Linked DNA regions of Pan troglodytes: region 2 is linked to region 1. A link is a contact called in public capture Hi-C data. All regions are on one chromosome and are shown on one strand. The core of a region is the stretch at or near the end of the contact, and the rest is flanking DNA. Distances in the headings are between cores, read along the strand shown.

The links. Capture Hi-C pulls out chosen DNA fragments and counts their contacts.
Region 2: a contact with region 1 is called in a capture Hi-C map of stem cell-derived neural stem cells, with 4 times the contacts expected there. The contact joins two enhancer-like sites. A contact is called at or near these places in 1 of 7 Hi-C or Micro-C datasets (stem cell-derived neural progenitor cells) and 1 of 1 other capture datasets (stem cell-derived neural stem cells).

Annotation. Positions count from the first base shown.
Region 1 is chr15:73,660,915-73,667,789 of NHGRI_mPanTro3-v2.0_pri, reverse strand. It overlaps TTLL5 (tubulin tyrosine ligase like 5), which reads right to left. Exons shown (of 34, transcript XM_063793745.1): 9 at 6,260-6,344. Among named protein-coding and RNA genes, the nearest start is that of TTLL5, 49 kb to the right of the region's middle. Within about 2 kb of position 2,664, at least 15 of the 24 cell types and tissues checked have an H3K27ac peak or open chromatin away from gene starts, as enhancers often do. A contact at or near this core is called in stem cell-derived neural stem cells, where this site is marked.
Region 2 is chr15:73,862,959-73,869,833 of NHGRI_mPanTro3-v2.0_pri, reverse strand. All of the region lies in intron 33 of TTLL5 (tubulin tyrosine ligase like 5), which reads right to left. Among named protein-coding and RNA genes, the nearest start is that of TGFB3, 74 kb to the left of the region's middle. Within about 2 kb of position 4,038, at least 7 of the 24 cell types and tissues checked have an H3K27ac peak or open chromatin away from gene starts, as enhancers often do. A contact at or near this core is called in stem cell-derived neural stem cells, where this site is marked.

The DNA of each region.
Region 1 (6,875 bases), core at 1,415-3,914:
TTGGATCCTTTTGTAATTAAAAAAAAAAAAAATCTTAGGACAATTGGCAGAATTGGAATGAGATCTCTAGACATAGGGTAAAAGGTAATTTTTCATATAATTCTTACAGCTCTGACAACTCTATAAGTTCAAAACGGTTTCAAAATTAAAAGTGTAAAAAAGTGCTTTGTTTCACAGTAAAAATCTACATGTTCAAGCCTCACTTAACAAACCAGATCTGGCAATACCAGTATCAGCTGCTGGCACTAAATAGTAAATGCCTTTAGATGAGACATGTACTCTCCATTCTCCAGTCTCCACTCTTCCTTCAGTGAATGTACTTGTGAGCATTTATGTTAGTGACCTTTGATTTAGACCATCACATATTATCAAATTTCATCTTCTCTAGGTCTGAAGTTTCAACACAATTTCTCTATTAACAAAAACCTAAAAGAGCACTATTTACTAGGTACCCCAGGACCAAGTTTGCACATACAACCATTCGTCACTTAACAATGGGGATATGCTCTGAGAAATGCATTGATAGGCCAATTTCATCGTTGTGTGAACATCATAGAGCGTATTTACACAAACCTGGATGGTATAGCCTACTACACACCTAGGATAGATAATACAGCCTCTTGCTTGTAGGCTACAAACCTGTACAGCATTGTACTATACTGAATACTGTAGGCAACTGGAACACAACGGTAAGTATTTGTGTATCTAAACATAGAAAAAGTAATACATTGTGTTATGATGTTACAATGTCACTAGGCGACAGAAATTTTTCAGCTCCATTACAATCTTATGGGATACCATAGTATATGTGGTCCTTCCTTGCCCATTGTTATAAAGCACATGACTACATGACCACACTTATCCTAATGTAGACCAAAATTTACACGATGGAGTCTTGTATCTCCCTCTTAATGAGATCAAGATTTAGGAAAGTTCTCATGACAGACCTTTAAGGCCTTGACCTTTAAGCTAACAAAAGGTGGGAGAGTTCCTACTTTCTTTGCTAAATTTGAAACCCTAGGTACTATTTTGCAGCCTATTGATGAATATAGAACTATTTGCCACCCCCTCCCCCCTTTTTAACCACACTGAAAACAAATATGAATTGTTTTGGACAATATCTTTATTTTGACAATAAATTTTTAAATCACAAGTTACATTTCCTTTTCACTTTCTAATGTTTCTCACTGAGAATCAAGATAGTGATCAAGATAATTTGATCAAGAGAATCAAGATAATTTGTCTAAAAGTCTGAATGTCTGTGTGGAGAAAAGATTTCAATGTTTGGCATATGGTAGGGACTTGGCAAACATTAACTGAAACTGCACTGGAGTTGCTTGCTCCAAGATCTTTACCAATATGGAACCAAAACAAGAAGGAAAGCAGAGAGTTAGTGGGATCTTTTAAACTCTCTTCCCCTGTTCAAAAACCAGTTTGTTCTACTAAGAATATGACCCCACATGTTCTTTTTTTTTTTTTTTTGTCCTGCTGTTTTCTTAAAAACTTTTTTTTGATACCAATATCTTCTTATGGTCAGAGTCACAGGCATTCTAGATGTAGAAGCTTAACATCCTCTTTGGTAGTTATATTTTCTGACAAACATTCACTACAAATGTACCAAGAAAAGAGAAGGCCAGCCTCGACCTCGCTGTGGCACATGAGTTATCCTTCAACAGGTGTAGGCATTTTGAGTCAGAGAGGCCTGGACAATGAAGAGACAGCACCTCAGGCAGCCTTGCCAGGAGCCACTGGGTTTCATCCTGGCCTGACCCAGAAAAATCTTATGGAAGAGAACAAGAGGCCCAAGAGCTCTCTGATCTGCTGTCAACCAGCTGCAGCCGGGAGACTGCCAAAGCGCTGCAGTGACTAGGCAGCGCCCTACAGAGCCGTCTGGGAGGGGATTACCAGCCTGATCCCTTGTCTTTAGAGCCAGAAATGACTCAAACTTCACAAACAGCAAGGGCCTGCCAGGGAGGGTGACAATGAGCACTGGAAAGGGTTTTCTCCCCCTTGTTGGTGTCTCTTCCCCCTACTTGCTGCTGTGGCAGATTCTGGACAGTGTGCAGCCTGTGAGGTAATCTGAATTCCTTGGCAACCAGCAAGTACCTGAATTCTTTCAAAACCACAGGAATCCAGCAGAGAAAAGGTAAATATCCCTGCGGAGCCAGTGTTAATTAGCAAGGAAGGCTACTGAAGAAGGAACTGGGGGTGGGGAGAAAGCGAAAGGCACCACAAATGTTTTGGGGTCTTTTCTGAATTTCCACTGAATAATATGGCTGAGGCAGAAAAAAGGCCGTTCCAACCGGGACCTTCCCAGAATCCTCTCTTCCCACCTCCGCCGCATGGGTGGAACTCAGCTCCCTGGATGGGTACTTGCATGCCCCCCAAGTTGCTAGAGCTGCCTATCTTTGGGTCTCTGGCAACATATTTAGTTTTTAACTCCATTTTGTTTTTTTTTTTTTGAACTTTTTATTTTTCCTGTTTCAGTGAAAATCTGGCTATTAGCTTCATCTCAGAAAGGGCTCTGTCAACTCATCTAAACCCAATACTGGATCCACCTAAAGCTGTAAAATCCAGGACAAAATCTTTTTGGAGTCCACCCCTGACAGGAAAAAGAATCTGCACCATTTTGGTAGAGCATAGCACCCCTCTGTGGAAACTGAGTGTCCCCTGGTGGTGCAAAACAGCAACATGCAAGAAAAATTCAAAAGCACAGGGGACCTCTGAGGGCTACTGTGGGAATCACAAAAAGCTGCACCCAAATACCAGGGGGACAATTGCAACACTTCTTCAATACTATACCCACACATGAGAAAACAGTGAGAGCTCTCCCACTTCTTATGTTAATAAAACAATAAGGACAACTGAAAACACTCATCTATACAGAAACTAGGGTTTTCACGAATTTAATTTTGTGTTAAAAAATTTTACACAAAATAACTTATATCACAAAACTGTCTTGTGAAATGAATTCAATCTTTCTGTCGCCTAGTATTAATTTGAGGTCCAAAACAGAAGTGATAGGGTGTAAGGGAATTCATTTCTAAAGAAGGAAATGAATTGTATTTGCCTCCTGTTCCGTCTCTTTAGGAAAGATTATGGTTTTTCTTGTTGAGCCTCAACGTAACCCAATAATCTCATCCCAAACTGATGATCTTCAGTTATGTCTACATAAATTACATGTGGCCCAAGATAACTAAAAGCTGCAGATCTGGAGATGCTACAGACTATCGACATAGTTGAACAGACTCTGAGGGTTACAACAAAGCAAGTGAATGTCAAGATACATAATTAGTGAAGACACAAGAACTTAGGCACATTGAAATTACTGCACGGAACAATGTGCCCTCGCAGGACTCCCGCAAACAGCGCATCATATTGCCATGCGTTATGCTTTTGTAAAGCTTTGATAAAGCTTTTATATTCACCTACACTTTCAGGTAAACCTAACCAAAGCCCTGAAAATTCATGTGGCTTTCTGGTTCTACTTGGTCTGAGTTTTTTAAAAGCTGTTTTTCTAATTATTCTGAGAAAAAACATCCATTGCGTGTGTGTGTGTGTGTGTGTGTGTGTGTGTGTGTATAAATTTTTTTGTTTCTGCTGGAAGCAAAAGGGTTATACTTAATTCAGTAGATTCTGACTTCCAACACACAACCAGTAGCCAAAGCACTTGCATATTTGTAGTAAATTCTATAATAAACATTGGTACTGTTGTTCTCATGTTGTGCTCTGAACCAGAAAGGTCTTAAAATTATGCCAAATTTTACCCATAGAGAGGGCTGTTAATATTGTAGGTGAAAATATCTTTGGAATATTAAGCAAAACATATTGGTATGATGTCCTTGAGAAACAGTGAAGCACAACCTCCATCTCTTTTCTCTATTCCCAAAGTCCAATTTTTGGCAGGACATAATCAGTTTCTAAAACTTGACACAGGAGAGAAGTTAAGGTGAGGATGAGCAGAGGAAGGAGAATGATGAAACTCATAACACAAAAGAGAGAAAGCTCAGAAGTCTCAAATTATAAAGCTGAAAATCCTCAGCACCTTGCATATCTGAGAAGTCAGGACTGTATTTTACCATCATTTTGTTCTAAATAATATAGGGAATAGGCTTTTTCTTGCTCTTTTTTTTTTTTTTTTTTTTTTTTTTTAATGAGATGGGGTCTCACAATGTTGCCCAAACTGGTCTTGAACTCCTGGCCTCAGGCAATCCTCCCATCTCAGCCTCCCAAAGTGCTAGGATTACAGGTGTGAGCCACCACGCCTGGCCAGGAATAGGCTTTTATACCTAATTTTGTAAGTGATACTTCAAAACGTGAGAGCACGTGTGTCTACAAATATTATCGACAATTTCTTTCCTATAAAAACCTGATTAGAGCTAGTAGTCAGCTCATGTTCAGATGCCTGGTCCAGCCCTTTATCTAATAACTGCGAGATGTTTCAGTTCTTCCCTTTCTCAATTTTCAAGGAAGAGGCCAGAACTAGGGAGTTTTGGTAGTCTCCAATGTTCCCAGGGCTCAAACTCAAAATCTCACTTAAGAATATGACAGGACTTATAAATGCTGTCACTGCCACCTAGAGGCGAACGGAACACAGAGCTCCACCAGCGAGAAGGTTTGGTTAGTCTGCTCTCACTGATTTCAAGTCATAGGATACATTTGAAAAAAACTAAGTCTCTAAAATCATTAAAAGACCATTCTAAAATAATAGTTGTCAGAGTACAATAATATTTGTCAAAGCACCTGTACATAAATAGGTAGCCTTCTTTTATCCATGGTATTTCCCATCTTCCAATTGCATTTTCTAAAATACAGAAACATACACAGACCAGGCTTTTTTAGCTTGTCGTGACCACTCACAGATGCAAATCACCTCCTAAACTGCTATGCTTTATAACAAGCTTGTCCAACCTGAGGCCCACAGGCTGCATACAGCCCAGGACAGCTTTGAATGTGGCCCAACACAAATTTATAAAGTTTCTTAAAATATTATGAGTTTTTTGCAATTTTTTTTAAGCTCATCAGCTATTGTTAGTGTATTTTATGTATGGCCCAAGACAATTCTTCTTCCAATGTGGCCCAGGGAAGCCAAAAGATTGGACACCCCTGCTCTATATCAAAGGCACTACGCATAAAAAGAACTTCAGGGCAAACTAGTTGGCTAATACAAAAATTTAGTTTTGTTGGGGGGAAGAACACAGCATAGTAGTTACATACTTATTTTAAACAATTTAAAGAGTTTATGAAAACAATTACCTGTAAAATTCTGTGGCTGGAGGAAACAAAACTTCAAAATATAACAACTTGAACTTAATCTTGTAAGTCACATTACCTTAAAACTTAGAAAGCACCTCAACAGGCCAGGTGTGGTGGCTCACAGCTGTAATCCCACCACTTTGGGAGGCTGAGGCAGGCGGATCACGAGGTCAGGAGATTGAGACCATCCTGGCTAACACGGTGAAACCTCGTCTCTACTAAAAATACAAAACATTAGCCAGGCATGGTGGGGGGCACCTGTTGTCCCAGCTACTCAGGAGGCTGAGGCAGGAGAATGGCGTGAACCTGGAGGCAGAGCTTGCAGTGAGCCGAGATCACGCCATCTCAAAAACAAACAAAAAAAAGCACCTTAACAAAAAGATAACAATGTATGTACAACCACTGTAAAGTAACTTGCATGTTAAGGAAAAAAAAAAAACCCTCAATTAATACCTTCCAAATATGAGACGGCATGAAATTGTCTGAGCCCTGAGCTCTGGAGTCAGATCCATGAGGTCAAATCCCCATTCCACTTCTCCCACCTCTAAATCTGTTTCCTCAACTGCAAAAATGCATCAACTAAAAGGTTGTTGCGAGGATGAAAATAAATGCCTGGCATATAATAGGCAAATACAGCTAGGATTTTATTTTTCTTTCTACATCTATCCTGAAGAACAACAGCAAATTATCTTAATATCCTAGGAGCTTCATAACAATTGTCACTGCAGGAAAATACCATGTGACCCTGGATCAGTGCTGGGGAAGATGTTTACACACCTTATGTGTGGACATGCAGTGAGACTACAGACAAATAAGCCTAATTTCTGAAGTTCTTTTTAGGCATACTGGCTTTGATGTTACAGAGCACAGCAGTTGAGGAGGTGGATTGCATCTGTAAGCAGTAATGACAAGTAAAAATAGCATGATCTGATTTAATAAACTTGTTAATGGATCCACTCTTAATATACCCACCCAACCCCTTCACCCCCAAACAGCTTCTTACCTAGCCAATCCTTCTTCATAGAGATAGATGACAAGAGGATCATAGGAAGTCACGAGCACATAGAGGCGCACGTCAAACTTGAAATCTAAAAAAAAAAAGTTTGTATTCACAAAAAAAAACTAAGTTCATTTGTTTCCTGTTACAGAATAAACAACGAAACCAAGAAACATGAAAGAAAGAACATTCCTCCTCTCCACATGAAACACACACTGCTCACACACCTTGACTTTGGAGGATAACTAATAATTATACTATATAATTGTACTGTATACATATTATGTATATAGTACATAATAAAAACCGTATAATGTATATATACATTAATATAACTGTAATGTATATATAATGCATATGTGTATGTCATTTTCATATATATTAATTACTGCACAATTTTCATACATATATTACTATATAACCTATAAAGCACTTTCTCTTATATTGTCTCATCTCACCTTCAGATAAATCCCGTGAGATAGGTAAGGAACCTGCTGCCTTTCTGGAGCCACACATGTCAAGAATTTCACAACAGTATAATAAAGACTTACTAGAGAAGGCTACGAAAAGCTTAAAAAGTTTAGCAAAAATCTGGCCCAATTTGGTCAAGGGCCTAATCACA
Region 2 (6,875 bases), core at 2,789-5,288, 200 kb before region 1:
CATCCCTCTCTCTCTCTGTTTCTTGAGACAGTCTTGCTCTGTCACCCAGGCTGGAGTACAGCAGCCCGATCATATCTCACTGCAGCCTTGAATTTCTGGGCTTAAGCAATCCTGCCTCTGTCTCCCAAGAAGCTGGGACTACAGGTGTGTGCAACCATGCCTGTCTAATTGTTTTTATTGTCTGTAGAGACGGTGTTTCACTATGTTGCCCAGGTTGGTCTTGAACTTCTGGCCTCCAGTGATCCTCTTGCCTTGGCCTCCCAAAGTGCTAGGATTACAGGCAGGAGCCACCATGTCCGACTTATTTTTTGCTTTTTTAATAGTAGCCATCCTAAAGGTGTGAGGTGGTATCTCACCATGGGTTCTGACTTGCATTTCTCTTATGATTAGCAATGTTGAGCATCTTTTCATGTGCCTATTAGTCATTTGCATATCTTCTTTGAATGTCTATTCTAGCCCATTTTTATACAGGAATTTTTGCTGCTGCTATTGAGGCAATCTATCATCTTCATATCCCAATCCTGCAAGATTGATATTTTTATGCTTATTGTATAGATGAGGAAACTGAGGCTGAAAGAGGTTAAGTGATTAGCCTAAAGTTGCCAACTGGGCAGTGACAGGGCCCACGCAGGTCAGTCTAACTTCACAGGTATGATCTTTCCACCCTGCATTCTGGAATTCTTACAAAACTTAGGTATTGTTACTGACAACAGCAGTGGTAATGCTGCATGGCCCTGTGAAGCAAAAGGAAGTAAGGAAGGTAACAAGTAAGGGTTGAGAGAACTTTGGTTTTGTTTCTGGGAATACTGTGCACATTTAAAGTGTAACATATGACTCCGGAACCATGACAATAAATTTTACACAATACTCAACACCTGTCAGATTAGAGTGTGGTGTTCAGTTTCAGGTATTATACAACTTAAGAGGAACCTAAAGAATTCATGGTGAGTTCAGAAGATAATAAGAAAGACAGTTCAGTGTTCAAAAGAGAAATCTGATCTGTGCAATAAACAATTCCAGTTAGGTGATGTAGAGGGAAAAAAAAAAAAGCTGAAAGCGAATGTTTTCCAAATAAATTCAATCTCATTTTAACTTTGTTCCCTTATAATGAGATTCTTGAATGTGGTCTAAAATGGAACATCTTCATACTGAAATCTACCATGTAACAAGTTATAGTAAGGTTGAGAATGTGTAGCAGATGTTGTTATCTAAAGAGTAGCGATCGGCCGGGCGCGGTGGCTCACGCCTGTAATCCCAGCACTTTGGGAGGCCAAGGCGGGCGGATCACGAGGTCAGGAGATCGAGACCATCCTGGCTAACACAGTGAAACCCCGTCTCTACTGAAAATACAAAAAATTAGCCGGGCATGGTGGCAGGCGCCTGTAGTCCCAGCTACTCGGGAGGCTGAGGCAGGAGAATGGTGTGAACCCGGGAGGCGGAGCTTGCAGTGAGCCGAGATTGGGCCACTGCATTCCAGCCTGGGCGACAGAGCAAGACTCCGTCTCAAAAAAAAAAAAAAAGTGATCAATCATTCATTATTTTACAGGAAGTAGTTTTACAATGTTGCAAGAAATGGGATAGAAATACCAGGTAATTTATAAGGAAGGTTATTCCGATTTTGAAGACTGTTTAATAATAAAATGCATTTTTTATGAAATCTTCATTAGAAGATTTTATCTTCTGAGGTTAGGCATTTGACTTAAATCCAGGAGAACAGAGGAAATGGACTATTTTCCAGAAAAGTTTTATGTATGTATGTGTTCTTTTCTTTAGGGTCTACAATACAAAGTAATGAAACATTTTGGGTATTACTAGGGATTGAAGAAACATACAGATATAATTCTGCCCTCAAAAAGTTTATGGTCTTATTGAAGAGACAATTCACCCAAAAAGTAAGCAGTGATAAAAGATGACAAAATCTGAAGAAGTGTTAACCTTTGTGATATAAATTGTAGGTCTCTAGGAATTTTTTAAACGACAAGATAAATGAGTGACAGAGCGAGACTCATCTCAAAACACAAATAAAAACAAAAACAAAACAAAACAAAAAACTTAACTGGGCCCTTAGGGGATTATATATATATATATATTTTATATATATATATATATTTTTTTTTTCCTTTTAAACAGTCTTCCTCTGTCGCCCAGGCTGGAGCGCAGTGGTACAATCTTGGCTCACTGCAACCTCTGCCTCCCTGGACTGAAGCAATTCTTCTGCCTCAGCCACCCGAGTAGCTGGTGCTAAAGACGTGTACCACCACGCCCAGCTAATTTTTGTATTTTTAATAGAGACAGGGTTTCGTTATGTTGGCCATGCTGGTCTTGAACTCCTGGCCTCCAGTGATCTGCCCACCTCGGCCTCCCAAAGTACTGGGATTACGGGTGTGAGCCACTGAGATTGGCCTAAGAATAGGAAGAATTTGCATATGTAGGCAGGTATTCCAAATGTCAGTAGAAGAATAAAAAAAGGCAGAAATATGAAAATGTACTCATTCATCTATTCAATCAGAATTTCTTTTTTATTTTTGGTTATTTATTTGTCACCTTATTATTTTTTGTTTTCTTTTCTGAATTGGGATTTCTTAAGCCCCTACTACAGGTTGGGCACTATGCTAGACCCTAGAGTTTTAGAGTCCACTTGGACCTGATCCTCACATTCCAGGAAATTTCAAGCTTAGTAGAGGGAGGAGTTAAGTAACCATAAAGATCCTAGAGTGTTGTAAAAGCCATGATAGAGGTAATCACAGAGTTCTAAAGAGCAGAGTCAAAAGCATCTAAATCAGATTAACATAGGGTAGGGCTGGACAGGAGAAAAGTGGTTGAGGACAAACAGGAATAGGCATATTGGGGAGGGAGGGAGCAAAAGTGGGGAGATGGTGCCTAGGCAGAGGAAACTGTGTATGGGAGTCAGGGAGCAGACAATCAACATGCCACATGATAGAGCGAGAATACTGCTTAGCTGCCAAAGCTTTCAGAAGATATTACCTCTGCCATCTGCTTTCCCAAGCATATATTAATAGATGCATCTTCAAACAGTAAGATAAAAGACCAGGTATCTGGATCCTTGCCTAAGAGCACAGCTAGTTCTTATCAAGCAATCAATTGAGAGAAGTTATATTTAGGATTGCCTAAGACACATGCAATTCACCCAATCCTCTAAATAACCATTATCTTACCCTTGGATTACGAAGACCACAAAGAAACTTAGACTATATTCCTTTTGTCCCCTCACAAAACTGTCTTCATTGACGTGTACTATAATATTTTATCTTTGCACAGTTCATGCCAAGGAGTAGGCATATGAAACACAGCACTCTATTGGCCTGTTGACTGAGAAGCTACTATTGACTATTTTTTAATAGTTCATTAGCAGTTGACTACTACTTTATTAGGTGTCTTCTATATAAAGTATGTAAAATACTTCCTTTAGAACCAATACTAGGAAATATCTTGACTTTCCCTGGAGTATTTCTTCCTTTTTGATTGTGAGAACTATATACTCCAGTTTATCATGTTTCCCTGTTTGCCCTGCCTATTAGGAATCTTAGAACCAAATTTCACCTCAACAACAATGAGTTTATTTAGGCTGATATTTGAAAAATTGGAATTATCTTGTTTTTTGGCCCTGACTTTCCCTTTATACCTTGTTATTTTATTGCATGTGGTTTTATATTTTAAGACCCTATGCTGGACATGAAAAGGCTATGCTGTACCTGCCTAGCTACGATCCCATCTGAAAAAATGGTCAGACATGCATACATTGGCGGCTTTGTATCACACAATCATACTACCCTAGTACCAGGCTAGCATCTGTCTGGAAGGCAGCTGCCACCCTCTTTATTTAGGGCAGTTAAGGCCTGGGAGAGAGAGCTCTGCCCACCAGGGGCACTTTGCTGGAGAAATGAATGGGAAGTATTCCGATTCTGTCTTCTGAAAACTGAATGTAAAAAAAAAAGGAGAGAAACAATCCCATAGAGAGAGTCACGTCATGAGTAGGGCGGAGCTGTCAGCCTAGACAACAATGGAAGCTGGCTGCGGAGGAGCCAGCAAATGACCTGGCCACGGGGATGGGCTAACCCGAGCTGCTGTTCAGCCAGTAAAGCTGCTGATTCTCTCAGCAAGGCTGCAGGTTTTCAGGAGGTCTGGCTCTTGAGACTGATTCCTTCCTGTGCTCATGTACAACAACTTCCCTTCCAGAGGTGAACTGAGGGTCTCTCTCCTCTCGATCATCAGAAGGCTCTTGTGGTAATAATAAGAATAAATGTACACATGTACGATGATGATTAATTTTGGAGAATACTAAAAAGGATGAATAAATATAAAACAGAAGGCCTGTGAGCGGTCATTTTTCTGAGTTGTGATTTTGAAAATTCCATATTCCAGTATCTGATTAAAAACTATCAATAATTCATTGCCTAATATAATTTGAAGCTCAGGCATAAGTTAAAAAACTCTCTTGTCAAATTCCAAAATATCTTCATTTGGGCTTGTCACAAGTCTTAATTTCCCTGGGAATCAAATTACAAATAAATAAAAGGGGAAGGAAAATACCTCACTCTCACTTTTCAGTTCATTAGATATTAAAAAAAGAGTGATTCTTCTAACCAACACCAAACAACTAAATGATACATATAGCAACTTCTAAGCAGCTGATTTTTTCTTCACCTCATCATCTTAAAATCAGGTTGGTTTTCTAACTTCTTTCCCCATTTTATAATGGGGATAGAGGCTATGTTTTATTATAGCGAAGGCAAGTCCACACATTCAAGCTACTCCTCTCTGGTATCAACTAACTGCATAATCAGACCGGGCGCGGTGGCTCATGCCTGTAATCCTAGCACTTTGGGAGGCCAAGGTGGGCAAATCGCTTGAGGTCAGGAGTTCGAGGCCAGCCGGGCCAATATGGTGAAACACTGTCTCTACTAAAAATTAAAAAAAAAAATTAGCCATGCATGGTGGCGCATGCCGGTAATCCCAGCTACTCGGGAGGCGAAGGCTCGAGAGTTGTTTGAACCTGGGAGGCGGAAGTTGCAGTGGCTGAGATCATGCCGCTTCACTCCAGTCTGGCTGGGTGACAGAGCAAGACTCTGACTCAAAAAAACAAAAACAAAAGCAACCAACCACCCACCCCCCCAACAACAAAAAAAACCTGCATTCAAGTTTTAAGAGAAGGGAGCCCCTTGACACCTCTGGTACAAACTGGAAATACCTGCATGTTCAAAAGACGAGAACAAAGAAGTTTAAGAGACTACTGTTTTAGTTTTAGTAATGCTCTTCATTTTGAGGACTTAAGAGAATCTGAGTCTTTTCCTTTATAATCACAATTTGAAAGAATAAAGGATAAAAATCAATACAAATCATGCCAACAGAGCAATACACTTCAAGTCATCATTCTCCAAGCCCTGCTATTATCTACCTACACTTTTTGGGACCTGGTTCAAACTCTACAGATCAGGTAAGCAGAGGTGTAAATATTTCCATGTGGAAAACTTGCTTTTTCCAAAGACAGGCGTGGCTTAGCATGTCATTTTCTTTCTTTAGAACTTTCAGGAGCAACTATGCCCTGAGGATATGAGGACAATAAAGCAAAGGTATGTGGCTATAAGATGTGTGGGTTCACAGGATGGATAACCACAGTGAACAGATCGATAACCTGGAGTGATATATATAAAGACAGAAAGAAGGGCAGCCTTATGCTGGTTACTTGTCCAGTTCAGGACTGCAAGAATAGACTAGATCGTCTTCTGCCCAAAGTGCATGGATATTACACAGGACCACACAACTCTGCAGCAAGATGTAGGAGTAGGCACAATTCTAACAATCCAGGCTGCCAGGCATTTTTTTCCAAGAGGTGTGTGTGCTTCTGTAATGTAAGTGTAATTTGAGAAAGGGGCCACTGTACTTCCCGTGTCTCTTTATAACAAAGTAGTAATTGTTAATAACTGAAGAATCATCACTCCTCTCTTGGGATTTTGCCAGTTCAGCAAGAAAAAAATATCAATTTTCAGATATTATCTTCTCCATAGCCTATTTCTTAATCCATTTGAGAAATGGAGTTCTCTGGTTTTCTTCAAGGCCAATGAACCCATTTTGGATAGATTCTTAGAAGTACCCCTATTCTCTCCCCCAAACTAAAAGCCAGGCTGTCTTCTTCCTCACTTCCAACCAGGTTGTTCAGCTATACTTGGGTTTTGTTTCTGAATGTAGAAACAGTTACTAAATGAAATGCAAGAGGCCTCAGGACAGGAACGCATGCACTTCAATGGCTGACAGCCAGGTGATTTTGCCATGTAGAGGGATCCACACCCTTCTTGTGTGGCTACAGCCAGGTCAATGCCAGCAAAACACATACTGTTAAAACATCACTTGTGTAACACAGGCTACGGATGAAGTGCTATGCCCAGTTGCTTAGAACTGGGTGATGTAAACCTAATTCATGGTTCTTCCTGGTTCCTTGTATTGCAAGTTAAAGATATTTATCCTCTTAATGTTTGTTCTAAGAATGTACATGTTGGATACAGTATGGCAAAGTTGGTGTGGCCACAGGAGGAAAACAAAAACAAGGCTCGGAAGGAAGGTATCGTTTATTCTGACAGCTCCCAGAGAGGGGGTCACTGCACACTAAGCAGGGTCACAGTGAATGCACCAGTGTCAGTCTGGAGGCAGAAGACAGCAGTGGGGGGAAAAGCATAGGTCAGAACCTTTGCTGGGGCTTCCATAGGAAAGGCAAGGCAGGGCAATTAAACAGCTTTGGATTGGCTGGATTGGCTAGTTTTGATAATTCCAGGGGGCTTCGGGGCACAGGGATGGTATCTAGTTGCCTGGTACCTGGCCCTGAGATGATTTTAGGGCAGGGGAAATTTTGGGTTGGTGTG